Linked DNA regions of Sus scrofa: region 2 is linked to region 1. Evidence: chromatin contacts called from public HiChIP or PLAC-seq data. All regions are on one chromosome and are shown on one strand. The core of a region is the stretch at or near the end of the contact, and the rest is flanking DNA. Distances in the headings are between cores, read along the strand shown.

Region 1 (6,726 bases), core at 1,516-4,015:
ACTCAGTTGCTGCTTGTGAAACACCTTTTCTTGATTGGCAGTGCAGATTCTGCATGTACTGCTGAATGTTGCTTCCAGTGACTCATGCATAGGAAAAAACTCTTTGTGTTTAACATGCCATAGACAGAAACCTTAGGTGGAAAGAAGATGTGTGATGAAGAGGAAAGAGAAAAAGAGCAAGGCCAGGACTCCTGGTTCCAGTCCTAAATGTGCCAGAGACATATTGTGTATCATGTGGCCTTAGTTTCTTGATCTATAAAATAAGACACTAATAATTACCAGGAAAGGTTCTTTTTTTTTTGGTCTTTTCTAGGGCTGCACCCATGGCATATGGAGGTTCCCAGGCTAGGGGTCTAATCGGAGCTATAGCTGCCGGCCTGTGCCACAGCCACAGCAACGCCAGATCCGAGCTGTGTCTGCAACCTACGCCACAGCTCATGGCAATGCCAGATCGTTAACCTGCTGAGCGCTGCCAGGGATTGAACCTACAACCTCCTGGTTCCTAGTCAGATGTGTTAACTATTGAGCCACGATGGGAACTCCTAATTACTAGGAAAGATTCTTATGTAAGTAAACTGGGATTACTTAGGTTAAGCATCTGGCAGAGCACCGGACACTGTTCAACAACAGAGCATCTCAATGAAGTTGTAGAGACTCACTTATGAGCCTGGGCTCTAGTACCATTTGAAATTGGATGATTTCTATAACTTCAGTGTGACTAGGTTACTAAACCTCTCTGAGTCCCAGCCTAAATGGATTTTATTTGGGATTAAATATATCTTGCCTACTAAGTTGGAAAGATTAGAGAACCTTTGTTAAAGACCTAGCACAGTGGTGTTTCTCAGCTTCTGGCCCTGGGTTGACCCTCCCCACTGCCCCAGCTTCTGTGGAGTGATGAGATGGACTCTCTGGGGTGATGTGCCACACAGGTGCTGATGGAAATTTCCCTCAGAGTCAAGGTGCTTTCCTGTCTCCTGGGCAGAAAACATTCTTCTCTGGAAACCTGACCTATAAAGTTGATTTAGTTATGGAGAGGCTGATTTTAGGAGGATACAAACCAGAGTATGTATGGAAAAGTGCAGCCAGTCTGGTGGAGGTTGTTTTAAGAACTTTCATGTGAAGAGCTGTTGAAGAGCTGGCAAGAAAGATGGACTTTGGGTGCCAGGAGAAGGTTGAGATGGTGATGGAGAGATGAGGAAGTGCTTGTCCAGGGTGGAAGTGACCAGGCCTAACACAGGAGAGTAGCAGGTGAGGATGGAAGGGTGGGGCTTAGCAGAAGGAAGATGGGGATTAGGAGGCCCAAGGAAGAGGTGGAGGGTTCAGATCAGAGTACTGGGTGCAGAGACACCACAGAACAATGAGGGTGTAGTTGTGGGGCTTCCAGAATAAGGACAGGAGCTTTCTGTTGTCACCATCCTACTAGGGAGAAGAAGGAATGGTCCTAGATGTTTTTATATGTGTGTGTGCATGAGTATGTATTAGTAATAGGACCAAAGAGGTTGGGGACTTACCCAAGGCCATGCAGCTAGGAAACATCTTTCATTTGCTTAAAGTGCTAAGTTTGGTAATGACTATGAGTGACAGAAATGGGCAGGAGGAGTGTGTAGGGAAAGGGCCTGGGCCCCATTTCCTGCTCCCTCCCAGGCAGGTAGTGAGTAGGAGTTTTAAGTTTCACTGTTTGATAGCATCACCTCCTCTGCTTTCCCAGAAATTATTCCTCGAAGTATGACTCGAATCGTTACTCTGCTGGGAGATGTCTCAGTTCAGAGCTGACTTTCTGCTATGGTTGTTTACTAGAAAAATGGTGGCCCTGGCAGTTCAGAGGTGGCATAATGAAGTGAAAGAACAGGGGGCCTGGATCTGAGAGTTGGCCCTGCTCTCAGAGGCAAATGAGATTGGGTGAGTGAATACACATCTTAGTGCCTGGCTTTTTCCTCTGTAAATTGGAGGATGATGATTCCTACTTGATGAATTTGTTGTGACGATGCTTTGCGAATTGCAGTGTTGGTCCTGGTACAGTAAAGTGTCTGGACTTGGATTTTGTTTCTGTGTGTATGCAGCAGAGGGGGAGGTGGTGAGTTGGTCAGCTCTCATGGCTGGTGCAGGTCTCTACTAGTAAGGTTAGACCCGCATTTTCTTCTTTTGGAGGTGGCATGTCTTGAAATATTGTGATTACTGCCTGCTTGGCTCTACCCTGCCTTGGCCTGATCACTCGTCTAGCATTTCCCCTTTAACCCCAGCTATGGGCTGAGAATCTCCTAGCTCTTGTGTTACTTGGGTGGATTTCTGAACTTCTGGGCCTTTATTTCTTCATCAGCAAAGTGGGGAAAATAATCAGCTCAGCTGCTGTTTGTATTGTGAGGATTTGCTGAAGAAAGAGATGTGAAAACCCACTGTAAGTTGTATTGAACCTTGGTATTTTTGGAGCCCATTTTCTTTCTTTTCTCCCTTCTGCTAATAGCCAGGGGCTATCTTTGGCCTTCAAAAAATGAAGCTGTACAGAGTAAGAAACGGGAGCTTTAAAGGAAGGTGACTCTCCAAGGCTCCAGAGTGAATTGGCGTCCTGGATCTGTGCCCAGTTTTGTCACAACATGTCAGATTCCTCCCTTCTGTGCAAGCCTGTTTTGTCCATGCCTATGACTTTCCCTGGGGGGAAATAGAAACTTCTGGACAGGGTGTCAGCTCTTTGAAGCCTTGAAGGTGGTGGGAGAAGTCTGTGGAGTGGCTGCTGCGGCTGTTGAGGTTCCTGTTCACTGCCCCTGGTGTCCAGCAGTGACTAGTAACTTGGGTATTTCGGTTTGGGGTGAGTCACCAGGCCCATGAGCCAGAGGACCTGTGTGTGCTTGGCAGCAGGCTGGGATTAATCCGAAGGCAACACTGCTCGTCCTGACCCCAGGACCCGCATACTCTGGCTGGATGAGGAAGTCCTCTCTGATCCTCAGTCACCTTAGCTACATATGGAAGCTTCTGGAGAAAAGATTTTTCTCCTTTCCTGCTTTATGGGGTTCATGTGGAAATCAAAGGACAGAAGGGATTTTTAATAAATAATATTTCAATATTCAGGTAACATTAGTTTCTGCTTCTTAAGACAGGCAGCTGATTTCTCTTCTTTGCTCCCTGCCAGAATTAATGTATTGATACCAAAAAAGAAAACCAGGTAAAGTCCTGAGGATGGTTGGTTAACAATCCAGTGTTTTTTATTTTTGTATTTGGTGTCTGAGGTCTCTGAATTTAAGCCTGCACTATGTCAAATATGTCTTGGGGGTACAAAGTAAGAAGGGACCATGTAAATGTAAATCAAAGCACAAGTTCAAGATCTCAGGTTTTCCTGACATGTCTATCTTGTTTTACAATATTCCATTCTTCACAGACACTGGGGCTCTGGCTCCTGTGGAGACACTTCTTACAGAGACGTAATCTTTTGGCTCACAAGGTCTATATGTGGGAAACTGAGTCCCAACAAGGCCTCGCATGGAGGAAATGGCAAAAACAGAGATGAGAAGCCAGCTCTTGGGATCCTCAGTTCCCTGTTCATTCTGACACATCACTCTTCCCTCCTGTCAGGTGAAGAGAGAAGCCAGATGGTTTGACAAATGGTTCTTGTTGCTGTCAAATCTGGCTTCTCTTTCTGCTCAGAAAGACAGTTCTTACCTTCCCTTTTTTCGGGGGATTAGGAGGGGTGGCGGAGAGGGAGGGAGGTGTATGGAGGATGAAAAACATTTTACTGCCTGGTTCTGTGGCAGAGATGACCAACAAGCTCTCGTTTCTTTGTCAAGTAGTGAAGCTGAGGCGATGAGGCATCGTCACCTTGAATTTAGAGCACACAGAGGCCTAGAAATGGCAGGCTGTATTAGGAGACAAACATTGATTTTGTATATATTCATCTGAAAAAAAAAAAGTTTAAGATGCCATATCCATAAATACTAATAAGGCTGTCTGATTCCAATTTTCAGGTGAGATTAGCATTTTATTGAGTATTTTATCTGTCAGATTCAATACTCAATGTACCATCCTCCCAGGCTTATTAGCATAATTGCTGTGCTTAAGCAACAATAAAAAATTCAGCAGTAAAATAGCAGTTAGTGCAGGCAATTTGTTATCAAAAGCTTTTACTTAAGGACAGCTCCAGCCTGCATTTATTAGCAAGTTAGGGTTATAATTTATTTTTATTTGGAAAAACAAAAGGGGGGGAAGATTTTTGCTTTTTTTGTTTTGGAAATAATAGAGAAATTAAAAGGCATTGCCTCTCTGGGAAATTGTCTACATCCGTTCTTCTTGTGCCCAGAGCAGGCTGGGATGGGAATGGATTCCGCTTGTGAGGTACAGTGGCTCAGACGAAAAGTCACTCTCCTCAGCATTGGAATAAGTGGGTAGTAAACGCCCATTTATGTTAGTACAGGTGTTTCCAAAACACTTTTTGTATCCCTTTTGTTGCTTAAATCTCAGACTAGTCCTGTGAGGGCTCCCTTTGGAGCATTGGAGACAGAGTTGGAATGGTTTTTTGTAGATGGGGCAGTTGGGGGTACTCTTACAGCTGTTTTTCCTTTGAAGTCCTGGTTGAAGCAATTCTGCCATATGAATTTTCTGTTTATATCAAGTGTCCTCCATTTCTTGTATTTATAATCTATCTCTCTCTGTCTCTTTTCTCTTTCTGCCCCCACCCCGCTCCGGCTCTCTCTTGCTCACTAGTTCAACTGACTCAGGAAAGCCCTGTGATGATCATCTGTGAGGAACTCAGTGCAAAAATAGATGATTTTATAAATAATGTGGTAGTTTTTATAGAGAAGACAGATAATATTTTAAAAGGTGGAGGTTGGGAAGTCATTTTTCTTTGTTTCTTAGGAAATGTATCAGAAGTAAGAACACTAAATTGAAGCTTTTGAGTATGTTTTAGGCTTCAATTATGAGTAATAATTTTCACATTGAAGGTAACGTTTTGGGTGAAAATGGACAACTGAAGCTCCCAAGTTTTCAGAGAAGTTATCTTAGCATCTTAGGATTTCTTTCCTCAGTAAGTTCGGAGAAAGATTATATGAGCATTGACTCTGAATATCTCTAATGTGCAAGGTATGTGCTGGCCATTGTGGGGTTTAGGGATCAGATCAGAAAGGGCTGTGAGACTCAAGATGTGTTTAGACTATTAGAGAGGAAATTCATAACAAAACAGCTTTTTTTTTTTTTTTGCAAGTACGATTCTTTATGACCCCCTCTCTTTTTAAAAATTAAAGCATGATTTATAATGTGCCAATTACTGCTATGTAGCAATGTGACTCTGTCAATATATATATTGACACATTCTTTTTTATATTATTTTCCATTGTGGTCTATTCCAGGAGATTGGATATAGTTCCCTGTTGTGTACAGTAGGACCTTATTTATCTGTTCTAAATGTAATAGTTTGCATCTACTAACCCCAAACTCCCAGTCTGTCCCACTGGGCTCTATATATGACTCTAGTAGGAATTGATTTTAGATTCTGCCATTTAATCTTCATGTTTCATTCAATTATTAGTGAATTTTTATTGAGTACTAATTATGTATTGGTCACCGTCATAATACTTTACATGCATGATCTCATTTAATTTTTATAGCAATACTCGAGGTGGTGGCAAGTACTCATTACTATTGTGAGGAAGTTGAGGCAAAGGGAAGCTAAGTAACTTGTTAAAATCACACAGCTGGTGATGGCACCTCTCTGCTCTTCCTGTCTCCTAAACGCATGTTCTTTCCACTGCATCGCTTGGCAAAAAATGAATGAGTAGCTAGCTAGGCAGATAGACAGTACCAGTGATGATTACAGGGCTGGGTTGTTCATTGATATCAGAGCTGGGGCAGAATCTGTTTACAAAGAGAACTAAACTTGAAGCTGGTAGGGGTTCAAATCCTAGTGTGCTGCCCAGTATTTTTTTAAAACCTTGGTTAAATGACCTCTTAGTATCTCAGTGTCTTTCTTTGAAATCTCCCTCCAGTGTCACTGTGATTAAATTAGAAAATGTATATGAGAGCTTTAAATGGTGCCTCCTGGTTGGGTGTGTAGCAAGTGTTGGGAATACCCAGGAATAGGCAGTCTGTGCACAGTTAAGAACAGCTATTAAAGCCAGACTCCTAGGGTTTAAATCTCTCCACTGTGTGACATTATAGAATCTCAGGTAAATAGCTTTATCTCTTTTTTTGCCTAAAGTTACTCATCTATAAATTGTAGTTACATCATATTATCATTGTAAGGGTTAAATAAGTGAAGAAATAAGTTAAAAATGTATGTAAAAATATTTAATGATACCTGGTATAGCAAGCCCTCTTATTATTCTGTCCTGCTTCAATAAGGAGGGATAGGTACCGAGTGAAAGTTTTAGGATCCTGGCCTATTCACTCAAGGACCAGAAGCACTTTAGCCTGGAGTATAGGAATTGCTATCCACAGCCACTCATGATCTTGGAGAAGTTTTGGCTTCTTTGTCCCTAATTCTTGATTATCTGCAAATGGTAGTTGAGAGTACCATTGATAGAGGTATGCCTGGGGAGTAGGCATCTATGTCCTTGATAAGCTGCTTCCTGGAGCATCTCCAAGTAGCTACTGAGGGTTAGTTTGCTGCTCAAAGATGGTGTGTAGGGTGGAAGGTTTTCTTTGTCACCCAGGCAGATGTTGTCTTCCCTTCACCCAGTCCACATGTGCCTGGGTTCTGTCCTCAGAGCTGTCTCCCACTTCCCTCCTCTTCCAAAAGACATT
Region 2 (6,726 bases), core at 2,263-4,762, 770 kb after region 1:
AAATCTCAAAGAGGCTGATAAAGATGAATACTTGAGGCACTCTTTACAAAAGTGATAATGAAACCTTTCAACTGAATATTGAACTGATAACTGATCACACTGATGGTTATGGCAAGGACAGGTGTATCCTTGATGCAGTTTTCAAGCCCTCACTCAGTGCAAGGTCAGCTCTGTTGTGTAGAACATCCCCAACCAGGTGATTATAATGCATGTGCAGATCTTGGATGCCTCAGTTCATAGAGTTATGTGCACCATAGCCTCTTTCTTCTATAAGAGAAAGAACACAACTAGAAGATAACCATTTGACTACCTTCGGGACCCACAATTCCTTTCCAGCCTGAAAGATACTATGAGGCTTGAATGAATTCAAGCCTTGTTCTTCATTAGGAAGATGGAAAATATATATGTAGTACTTGGAAAAGTTAAATGTCTTGGTACTTTCTTGGTATTTTCTTGTTCTTGGTGCTTTTTCTTTTTTTTTTTTTTTTTTTTTTTTTTTTTTTTTTTTTTTTTTTTTTTGTCTTTTTGTTGTTGTTGATATTGTTGCTATTTCTTGGGCCACTCCCGTGGCATATGGAGGTTCCCAGGCTAGGGGTCCAATCGGAGCTGTAGCCACCGGCCTACGCCAGAGCCACAGCAACGCGGGATCCGAGCCGCGTCTGCGACCTACGCCACAGCTCACGGCAACGCCGGATCGTTAACCCACTGAGCAAGGTCAGGGACCGAACCCGCAACCTCATGGTTCCTAGTCGGATTCGTTAACCACTGCGCCACGACGGGAACTCCTTGGTGCTTTTTCTTAACAGGGGACTTGAACAGATCATATAGGTATAATCTCAGTGACCCAAATATCATCAGAGTATACAGGACTGGTCAACGATTTCTAAACTGTAGCCTCTTATTTTAACCAGTAGTCAATAAAGCTAGAGGGAAGCTTTAACAAGAATACTAATTGTCCTTTTATGTGGAGTGTAATGATATCCATCTAGGGGCAAATGTAGATTCTCCTTGTGTGGGTCAGTGGTTTTCTATGCTCTTTCCTGTCAGAGGAACATTTGCATATTCAGGCAGAATGGAATTGTTTAGATGACCCCATGAAAAATGTTGATGTGAAGAGAACCCAGCTCCACGGCACTAATATCATTAAGAAAAAATCTTACCAATAGTAGAGCATTTTCCATCTACAACAGCCTTTTATTTACATTCTTACTCAAGTGCAGGTAAGTTTGAGATGCAGGTAATAGCTACATTTTAAAATGAAGAAACTGAAGTTCAGTGTTATTCCGTTATTTTCTCTAACAATGTTGAATCCCTGCCTTGGACCCAAATGCTCTGATTCTAGAGTGTATTTTTTTTTTTTTTTTACCTTATACAATGGTGCCTGAGGACAGTGATATTTCTAAAATTCTTTATGACTGTACGTAAAGTGGCCATATGTCCCATTTTGCCCAGAAAAGATTTATGCTTTCTGTCACAGCATAATTATCAATAGTATGACTTTCTACTCTAAAAAAAAAAAATGCCCTGTTTTGGACCGGAGAACATATGGTCACCCTATTTATAGGAAGGCTCAGAGAAATTCCAACTTGGGCTGCATGCAATCTTTAAATTTATGTTAAGGCAATCACTAATAAACTACTTAAATGTTAAAAAATAATTGTCATTGAAATATACTACCATGTGTTCTGATGCAATAGTATGTTTGTGTGTATATATACACACACACACACACGTAATATATATGTATATTTACTATACATATATATATAGTATATATATATATACTGGGCAATGAGAGATAGTTGATTTTCTTTTTTTAAAATATGTTTCTGAATTCCCAAATAGTGTACAATGAGCATGTGAAGAATACATAGCTGAAAATAATTTTTAAAATCTTTCATTTAGAATTAGGGGATCTCTTTTAACAGGAGACTCTGAAATCACCACATTGAAGAAATGAAGACCCATAGGTAGGAGTCTAATGACTCCTTCATAATAATAATCCTTCTCACAAGTAGAACAGAGCTTTATATTACCCAGAACTTTCTGACCATATTTTCTCATTTAAACTTTATAAGAATGCTCGCAGTCAGTAAATGAGTCCCCCTCTGAAGCCAGCATGCAGAAGTGGAGTGAATGAGGCCAGTCTGGGACCTCTGAGGTTGTCCTAGTTAAGACTCCACACCACGGACTCTTATACTAATCCTATATTGGCTTTTAAAGCCAACAGCAAGACACTGAGCTTATTGTTGGAGGCTAATTCCTTCCCTTGTGCTGCTAGTCTCTCACTGTGAGCATAGCTAAAGGAGACAGTCAAGCTGCCAGGGAATAACACAGGGGAAATTAAGAGAAGCTTTTCCTTTCTTTAGGCCACCATTTAGCCAGCTGTTAATTTCTATCTCAAACCATTCAACAGTACCCTGACTATAACCTAGAGACTTAGGTTCCAAGCCTGACTTTGTTGTGATAGTGCCTGCCCAGTGAATTATGGTGACTTGCTTTTTCTCGCTGGTCCTGGATTTCTTCGTCTGTACAATGAAAACTGGTAACCAGATCATCACTATGGTTCTCTCTGGCTCTGATAGTGTGCGATTCCAGGTTTCTGAGCTTCTGGGGAAAAGAGTGGTTTCCAAAGTTATATTCCAGAAGCGCCCTTTCTAACTGGGGCTCTACTTTTCTTTGCATTTGGAATGAGCCCAAAGAAAAGGTCATTTTTGCAGACATCTTGAGGTTGTGCTCCAATGTCCTCATTAAATAACAGGAGCCCAGACTGGCAGGCCCAGGGGAATATTCAATCAAGGAGAAAAAGGCCAAGTCATTACTGGAACCCTATCATCAGAGCTGTAAACACAGAATTCATTCCTGGGCTTTAGCTGAAAGCCTTTTCAATCCAGCTCATTCTCCTTATATAGGTTCCGTTTGTCAAATGTGTGTGACCATTCCGATAAGTCACCAGAGGCGGGAAGGGAGAAAGAGAAAGAAAGAAAATTACAACCGTAAATAGACTCTGAACATAGAAAGATCAAAATAGACAGACTCTGGCTTTACTGGATGAGTCACTGCTGCAGCCCAGACCGCAAAAACAAGCGTGGCTTCTCTCCTTAGCGGCAGGCTTCCTGTCTGGAAAGGAAATGCTGCTCTGATTGGAGATATTGCCATTTTACAGACTTCAAAGCAACTTAGGCAACTGAACAGACAAGAGGGGGAGCAGGTAAAACTTCTTCCAAGTGCTTGTCTGGAGAACAAGCTACTCAACTCTGACTTGAAGATGCATGTAAATTCTTTCATCTTCAGCCAATGGTGGTTTTTTTTTTTTTTTTTTTTTTTTTTTAATATGGTGGGCTTCAGTTCTGGTGTGGTGTCTGTATCTTTTTTTCCTTCAATACTTCCTGAGACTTGCTTTTCAGGCACTAAGCAGAGTGCTGTGGGGGATGAACGTGAGGACCATCTAATGAGGAAGTGGGACAAATATACACATCATGACATGATGAAAGAAAATTGTGCTAAAAAGAGGAAATGCATGCGACTATGAGGGTACAAAGAAAACAGAAGTGGACCTTGATGAATGGTCTGCCAGGGTGTGAGATGAGTGTGAAGAAGGCCTATGTGTATTCAGGATTCAGCAACGAGTCAAGGTTTAGCTTGGAGTATGGCAGTACAAATAAGAGAGTGGAAGAAAATAAAGCTTGAAAGACAGATTGGGACCATCTCCAAAAGGGGTTTGAATGAAACATTGGGTCTTGCTTATGTGTTGCGGACATGGGGAGGGGCAGAAACAGTGCCACCCTGGGAAGGTAATATCACCTACTGTGGCAGGTTGGTGGGGGGATGAAAGAGAAGCAAGAACCAGGAGGATCAGTTAGGAGACACTTGCCTAAATAAATCGTGGTCCTTGTGGCATAATAAGAAATATACACTATTATGTTTTTGTCTCTGGTTCTTGGCATAGAGTTCCTAAAGTCCTTGTAATTTCTTGAGTGATAAAAATGTCTTTTGTTTTTTTTCCTAATGAGATGAGTGGTGGCTGGGGGTCCCTATCTAGCTTCAGGATGGAGACTGGTCACCAGAAAGACCAGATATGATCAGAGGGCTGGAACTTTCAGCCCTATCTTCCAACTCCTGCAGAGGGAAGAGGGATGGAACTTGAATTAATCACCAATGGGCGATGATTTCATCAATCATGCCAAAGTAAGGAAACTTCCATAAAAGCCCCTACAATGGGGTTAGGTGGGCTTCCAGGTTGATGAACATATTGATGTACTGGGAGGATAGCTGCCCAGAGGGTGTAAATCCTTCCTGCTGCTCCTCCTATACATTGTCCTATGCATTTCTTCCATTTGGCTATTCCTGATCTGTATCCTTTATAATAAATCCATGATAGGAAATAGTGTTTTTCTGAGTTCTGTGAGTTATTGTGGTAAATTATCAAACATGAGGAGAGGGTTGTGGAAACAAACTGAATTTATAACTGTTTGATCTGAAGTATACATGGTAAGACTTGCTCTGAAGTGAGGAGACTCTTGTGGAAATGAGCTCTTAACCCAAGGGTCTGCCATAACTCTGAGTCATTAGTGTTGGAGATTTGGTTGGTGTGGGAAATCCTCCCACACACATTTGGTGTACAAGTGGTATGAGTACAATCAGCCCATTGCTTCCCACCTAGAACATTCCCCCTGGGGTTAGAGAGAAGAAGATCTATAGGAGAGAGTGAAGGTAATATGTCTGAACTTCTAATCCAGTCAATGAAGATATCAATGTAAAAATACTCACCATCATAGAATGCGTTAGTGTATGTTGAAGTCATGCAGCTGACCTGCCAGCATCAGCTGTGGCCAACTCACTTTGATACAAACACAGGAAGACTGCTCATTTGTAGAAATATGGGGTAAATAGTTTTAGCTGGTTTACTCAGACTGCAGGCTTGATTTGCTAGTGGGGGTTCTGAATACTATAGTTTGGCTACTCAACCACAATTTTTTTTCCAGCCTATAATTTCTTTCCAGCCATGGTCCCAGCCCCTGGCCTTTGCAAAACAGTGGTGCTTAGAAGAAAGAGCACACACTTATCTATTGGCTCTGTTCTGTCCCCTGTGTGACCCTGGGTAAGTCGCCTGCCCTCCCTGGGACTTGGTTTCCTATCTGCAAAATGAGCTTGTTCTATGAGTCAGTGTTCAAGGCCCCTTGAGGCTCCAACAGTTTAAGATGTATATTTAGAACAGGCAGTCTCCATTGCTAATGTTATCGTTCATAAAACAAACCTATCTCATTGAGGCCTCCTGACAACCTGAGGAAAAAACAGTGCAGGTATCATTATTTTAACATATTCTACAGATGTGTAAATTGAGCTGTAGAGACATGTAGAATGTAGGTAATTTTACAGAGGACATAAAGTAATTTGATGATATAGTTGGGACAGGAGCCTTGGCTACCTTCAGCCCAGTGCTCTCTCCACTCTCCCAGGCTGCACGGCTGCCTAGGAAGGGTCAATGAAGTACATTGTAAGGAAGACACTCAGCTTTCATGAGAGTTCTTGAATATCCTGTATTTCCATTTTTTCTCCCCAGTGAGACCAGGCCAAAAGAAAAGGAATCATTTTATGGGTCATTGCAAAAGTTTTACTAATGAAAGATATTTCTTTAACAAACCAATTCTATTCTTTGAGTTGTGTGCAGATGTCAAAGTCTGTTGTGGTCATTACTTTGGTCATGCAGTCATGACCAGCTTCAAGAGGTTATACACTTGGATATGATTAGCAGACAGAAGCTGAACCATCTACACTTCAGTATGGGCCCCTTCGGCCATAAAATCATCCTAGCTCTAGGCCCAAAGGGACCTTGGAATTTAGCCAATCCAATGCCCTGTCTAGTGCTTGATCTTTTCTGCAATGGTGGTCTAGCATCTTCTTGACTACAGCATCAGGTCTTCTGGAACCGTATCATCAGCTCTCTGTTGACATCTTAACATGATTGCCTCATAGTCAACTTCACATTCAACAGGACTGAAGCAAAACCTATGTTACCATCCTCAAATAATTCTCTCTCAAATTGCACTGCCAATCATTCAGTCCAACAAGCTAAAACCTTGTCCTTTTAGATCTATTCTTCTTCTGCACTTGGTAAGTCCAATTATGCATCCTCTGAACCCTCTCACATGCATGCCCTTTTGTACTCACTTCCACTGTCCCCTGTCACGGGGCATATTTTCACCATATTTCCCTGGACAATCTATGTAGCCTCCTGACTCTTTTTTTAGGGACTTTGATAGGCAAATGCACATTTAAATTTCTAAATGGGAATACAGGATGCATTTCCCAAACTTATTGGCCACAGGACATTTTTTTTCCCCAGAGCATCTCCTGAAAAATGCTAGTTTTGCCATTCCAGATGAATTGCAGCCCCCCTATCATTGTCACATGTGTCCACCCCTCTTTGTCACTGCCCTTGTTATTTCCTCTGCTTAGCATGCCCTTCTTCCTGGCTCTTGCCATCTGGGGAAATCCTACGCATGTTTCACGGCTCAGTTCAAATGTCTCCTACTCTCTGAAGTAGGAGAAGCCTTCTTTGATCCCACGTCTCAGCATAACGTCTGAGCTCTCAGAGAAATGTGTTACTTGTGTTTCTTATAATGTTTAAATTATATTTTAGTTGTATGTGTTTGTGTCTGTCTCCCAACAAATTCTAAGCTCCTTAAGGGCTGGGAACTATATTTTATTCATGTCCCTGTCACA

What was found. HiChIP or PLAC-seq counts read pairs in DNA pulled down with a chosen protein or histone mark.
Region 2: an H3K27ac HiChIP or PLAC-seq map of alveolar macrophages shows a contact between it and region 1. The contact joins two enhancer-like sites. A contact is called at or near these places in 1 of 47 Hi-C or Micro-C datasets (embryonic fibroblasts) and 1 of 2 datasets of contacts at active chromatin or transcription factors (alveolar macrophages).

What each region holds. Positions count from the first base shown.
Region 1 is chr13:125,906,821-125,913,546 of Sscrofa11.1, forward strand. The region is part of intron 2 of LPP (lipoma-preferred partner); the gene reads left to right. Among named protein-coding and RNA genes, the nearest start is that of LPP, 130 kb to the left of the region's middle. Within about 2 kb of position 2,766, at least 21 of the 83 cell types and tissues checked have an H3K27ac peak or open chromatin away from gene starts, as enhancers often do. A contact at or near this core is called in alveolar macrophages, where this site is marked.
Region 2 is chr13:126,679,174-126,685,899 of Sscrofa11.1, forward strand. All of the region lies in intron 2 of TPRG1 (tumor protein p63-regulated gene 1 protein), which reads left to right. Among named protein-coding and RNA genes, the nearest start is that of TPRG1, 150 kb to the left of the region's middle. Within about 2 kb of position 3,513, at least 19 of the 83 cell types and tissues checked have an H3K27ac peak or open chromatin away from gene starts, as enhancers often do. A contact at or near this core is called in alveolar macrophages, where this site is marked.